Linked DNA regions of Arachis hypogaea: region 2 is linked to region 1. Evidence: chromatin contacts called from public Hi-C data. All regions are on one chromosome and are shown on one strand. The core of a region is the stretch at or near the end of the contact, and the rest is flanking DNA. Distances in the headings are between cores, read along the strand shown. Region 1 holds the start of LOC112765296. Region 2 has its middle 10 kb from the start of LOC112765053.

Region 1 (2,700 bases), core at 12-2,511:
CAAAAACACCTACGTCCATTGAATTCAATTCAAATAAAATTAACAATTGCATTCCATTATATTTGATTTAAAATTGAATAATCCAAACCTTATCAGCATGATTCGTTTCAGAAGAATAAACCAAATCGTTCTCATTCAACTGATTTGAAGTTGAATCATTCATTGTTTCGATTCAGAGGTGAAGATCGAAGAAGAAGACGAAGAAGAAGAAGAATGACGGAGCTTATTACATTGAATTCAATGCAGATCAATAATGAAGATCGCGAGCAGAGAAAAAGAAAAAAACAATAAAAAAAACACGAACAGAGGGAGAATGACAAAGCTTATTACGTTGAAAAAGAAGAAGAAGAAGAAGAACGAACATACGAAAAAGAATAAGGTTTAGGTTATAGCAGAAAGTTTTACGTTGAGGAAATGTTTATCACGCAGCAAAAAACTTATGTTATATGAGGCGCGTGTATGACAAATGAGTGAGGAAGTGGAGGAGGCGTGTCTAGAAGAAAATACTTAAATAGCTTTGATGAAGAAATTATATGGATGTAGAATGTAGAGTTTCTCTGATCTAATATTTCTCTAGGTGAATTCTATGGTACCTATAACTTGGTGCCTAACTTTTGCCTAACTTATTTTTTATGACAACATTTGAATATTTAATAATTATTTACTTTTATACTTTTAAAATTAAATATTAATTTTTAACCCTTTTTAGTAAGTTAGACAAACACTTTTAGGGGGCATAGCAATCACTATTTCTCTATTACACTATTAAAGAAAGAGATTAGCGGAAGAAAGAAATTAGCGGAATCATATGTAAATTATTCAAACAAACAGGAACTAAACGAACTGGACGAAACAGAAAAGCAATCCATACCCGCCAAATGGCCACGTGGAGTTCAACGGTCGTTTCACTCTGCGAATTTGGGTGCACGCTACGCTATAACAACCCAAATCCCCCTTTCTTTCTCCTCTTTCAGTTGGCTGCTTATGAAGTAATTCACCACCTCTTTTATTATTCTCTATTCCTGGTCCACGTAATCCTTTAAGTTATTGATTTTGAAAATAGAATAAAAAAATATAAATATAAAAAATATAAAATAAAATAAATAATAAAAATTTAATTTATCTTACTTTTTATATAAAATAAAAAAAAACATAATTATAAAAAACTAATAGTAATAATAAAAAATAAATTATTTTTTTTAACAAAAAAATATAATATACTGACTGAGTATTTTAAAACACAATATTTGATGCGTCTATAGTCAAAATTACTTGTGACTCTCGTTAGTTGTTACCTGTTTCTGCACCCACTGAACAACATTCTCACATGATTGGAACACCCGTAACCCATCCAACGTCTCTCCTCAGGCCACGTGTTTACCCGATTCATCCAACGGTGCCTGCACTTCCTATTATATAAAAGAACCTTAAGCGTTTGCGTTTCTCTCTCTCTCTTTCTTTCTTCCAACTTCTTTGTTGTTCCCTTTTTCTGTAAGTTGGGGAAAAAAAGGTCATCCATTGTTCGTGAAAACGAGGGTTTCGATTGGCTGGTACTTTTTGGGGCTAAATTTTTTAATAATAGACACTTTCTCAGATTTTAACGCTTAGGTATTCATTCATGATTAATGGCGATTTTTTATTTTTTGTCAGTTCTTTTATTATTTACCTTTTTTTGTTTTAACCTTAATTAGGAGTTCCTTGATGCTCTGAATCTTCCTAAAAAAAAGCGAACTTTCGAAACCGGTTTTTGGCGTTCAGCTTTTCAGTTCCTCTCATCTTTTCTCGACTTTGTTATCCGATTACGAAAAATATTAAAAAGATTTTTTTTATTGGATTCTGTTGTGTTTGTTTTAACAATTTTATTTTTTATTTTTTAATTTCTTCTAAATTGCGATTTTCGTTTAAGAGCTAAGCATGTACTGAAAAAATGAGTCAAGTTTTGAAGGTAAAATTGGATTGGATTCTTTCAAGTTTTGGCTATTTTAAGGTTTTTGCTATTTCTGGATCCCCCCCCCCCCCCCCTTCTTTCTTTCTTTTGTTTTGTGTAGATTTCTGGTTTGATTCTGCTATTATACTTGCTTATGTGTCAAGGTCGATTTTAATTGTTTCTTACTGTTTTGAGAATAATTGTCTTGATTCAATGTACTTTAGAATATTGTTTTTGGCTTTGTTTTTTGGGTGTATACATTCAATGTATATAACAAACAAAATTTTAGCACCAATGCTAAGAGTTTGTATTTGTCTTTCTCTTGAACTTATATATGGTGGCCACAAAAACCATTGAATAGCCATGCTGAACAATTCAACTCTACTAGCTGTTTGTTCTTGGAATTCAACTAGCACCTACCATTTTCTTGTCATACACGTTTTTTTTTCTTCAAAAAGGTTTATATAGAGGAAAAAACATACTCGTGTTTTCTTATTCAGATACTTCTTTAAAATTTAAAACGTGGGATTTTCGTTCTTTTCTTCTTTTTCATCAACATTGTTTTCACTTTGATTGATAGGGCTTCTTTGTTTTGGTGTGGTTTTGTAGTAATTAATCAAGTTCTTCATTATAGGTTTCTCCTGCAAGAGATAGCTTTCTTGTTCAACAAGAGCTTGTGCCTATTGGATTATCAAAGAGTTTTGCTGCAGAATTTTGACACCGCTGGGTAAATGGCTGTGGCTTTTACCAACCTATCATGGTGGTTATGGAGT
Region 2 (2,739 bases), core at 81-2,580, 43 kb before region 1:
GATTCTTTAATTGTATTGGTAACTAAAAGGTCAAAACACTTTTGAAAAACCAATATACCTTTTTGTTAATTATAAAATACTAAAATGTCTTTTTTAAATATTACGATTCTTTAATTGTATTAGTAATTAAAATTTGATTATAAAAAGACTAAAATAGTATTTCTGATGATTATGAAAGACAAAAATTCATTTTAACATTAATTATAAGAAGATTATAATAATCTTTTAGAACAAAGACCGTTTAATTTGTATTAGAAATTAGAATTTAGAATTTAATATTAAAAAAATTAAAATATCTTTTTAGTTATTTTAGAAAGACAACAATGACTTTTTAGGGTTAGGATTGTTTAACTAAACTAGTCATAGACATTTCAATTTGAACTTAAAAAGTCAAAACTAAAAGGTTGGTTAATCTTAAAAAAATGAAAATGTCTTTTTAAGATTAATGTTGTTTAGTTGAATTATTAGCCGAAAATTTGAGTTTTATTTTAAAATACTAAAATATACCTTATAAGATTAAAGTTGTTTCATTTTTATTCTAAATAAACTTGAATTTAATTTTAGAGATACTAATATAGCATTTTTAAAGTTAATGTTTTAAGGAGCATTTTAGTGTAATAATCAACTAAAGGGTATATTAGTCGTTTTGTTTTTAAATTTTTAGTTTATAATACAGTTAAACCAAATTATTCTTAAAAGAAAAGTTCACTATAAGCATATTTTGGTATTTTCACAAAATGAATTAAATACTTTTCCACCAACATGAACCTCGCCGCTATTAATTTTGGTTGCATCTAAAATGTTCCAATAAATAAATTTGAACATCAGTATTGTAGTTAATATAATCCATTGACATTGTTGAATGGTAGATCTAAAACTCTATATTAAAATGGATATCATAAAATATTTGTATAAGCATTCTATATCATTATATTTTAAATATCTCATTTATACACTTGTGTGTTGTGAAAATAATTATAAAATTGAGTAATAGATAATAAGTTGATGAGTAAATATTAATAAATGTTAAATATTAATAAAACATATATATGAAATTTTATTGAAAAAATATATATCATTGAATAATAGTTGAATTATGTTACAAATTATGATAGCCGAGAGCCACAAATAGTGTTTTTGAGCTGGCCTTTTCTGTCAATTTACCTAAAAAATTAGGGTTATATTAGTCCTTTTCTTGTTCCTATTTTCACAGGAGGAACAAGTGATAATTTTCGTGTCAATTATGAAAGGTTTAAATTAGTGAGTGACACGTGGATGTGGATGAGGAAATCAAAATAAGCCACAAACATTTCGTGGATGGGTTTCAAACTTTCAATATGCATGTAGAGTTTATTGGACCGAATAAGGAATTAAGGACCCTCTGGCAAGTGGATTGGATGGTAGATTGCTAATTGAATGATTGGTTCCAATATCATCGTATAAGACAAAATATTATAGGATGTGAACATGTGATGATGGAGGAACTCTTGTCTTCATGCTAATGCATGCTAAGCTGTGATCAAATTCACCTCTCATCGTCTCCTCCAATATCTTTTTTTTTTTTTTTGAACAAAATAGTTCAACACAGTAAAGTAGAGCAGAGGAACAAGGACAACCAAAATAAACACAGACATAACTGAAAAGTTGGTATTCGTTGTCATTTCCGGCATTGTCATCAACAATCGAACGGATCGACTCCACACTAATCCTTGTAACTCAAGAAGGACATGATCTTAACTCCTTCAACATTTGTCTCTACTTGCTGGAAAACTCTGCTATTTCACTTCAACCAGATGTTCTAAATAACCGCACAAAATTCTATCAGCCATTTTCTTTGCTCAGACTTCCTACCTGTTGCTTCGATCCAGCTCTCATAGAACTCTTTAGTGGTTCCCGGGATGGCCCAAGCTCTATCAGAAAATGTCAGCCATGCACACCACACCTGCCACGTGAACTCACAGGTAAAAAATAAATAATGTACAAATTCTATGTTCTTTTTACACAAAACACAAATGTTGTCATGATGATTAATTGGTGGAACCAAGCCTCTCCAAATGGAGCTTGTGAAGTTGTAACTTGTGATGTCGGTTGGGAGCGTCTCATTTTGTAGCACCTGCACAAAAGAATTAGTAGAAAACACTCCATTTTTATCAAATTTCCATACCACTGAATCCTATCTATCAACCGATAACCTCACAACCCTCAACCGGTCGTGTAATTGATTTAGCAACTCTAACTCCCATTGGAAGAGTTCCCTCCTCCATTGGAAGTCTCATACCCACTCTAACCCATCCCAAAACCCACAGTCCCCTTGTTAATTTGAAATAGAGAAGAGTCTTGGAAAATATTCTTTCAAAGAGCCATCTTGTAACCACGCATCCTCCCAAAAACGAATGTTCCTGCCATTTCCCACCTCTATCAACAGACCCCTGATCATCATATCTCTTGCCTGTTGCTCCTTAATATTAAGCTGGCAAATATCTTTCCACGGCCCCCCTCTTGATGGCACAGGTTGGTTTGATAACATTACAGTTGGGTCCAACTGATTACAAGAGCAAACAATCTTCTTCCAAAGCGGGCAGTCCTCCTTTGAAAAACACCACCACCACTTGAACAGTAGCGCCGCATTCCTAATTAGAGCATCCCCCACCCCCAAACCTCCTAGCTTTTTCAGAGCTTGAACTATCTCCCATTTCACCAGTGGTATCCCATTATTCCCATCTTCTTTACTCCACAGGA

The links. Hi-C and Micro-C count contacts between places; a contact is called where the count stands out from the background.
Region 2: a Hi-C map of leaf shows a contact between it and region 1, with 2.2 times the contacts expected there. The contact joins the enhancer-like site here to the promoter of LOC112765296 in region 1. A contact is called at or near these places in 3 of 8 Hi-C or Micro-C datasets (all in leaf).

What each region holds. Positions count from the first base shown.
Region 1 is chr17:39,892,224-39,894,923 of arahy.Tifrunner.gnm2.J5K5, reverse strand. LOC112765296 reads left to right here and starts at 1,261. Exons shown (of 3, transcript XM_025811206.3): 1 at 1,261-1,608; 2 at 2,562-2,700. The coding sequence starts at 2,659.
Region 2 is chr17:39,935,237-39,937,975 of arahy.Tifrunner.gnm2.J5K5, reverse strand. No RefSeq gene overlaps it. Among protein-coding and RNA genes, the nearest start is that of LOC112765053, 10 kb to the left of the region's middle. Within about 2 kb of position 1,330, at least 1 of the 3 cell types and tissues checked has open chromatin away from gene starts, as enhancers often do.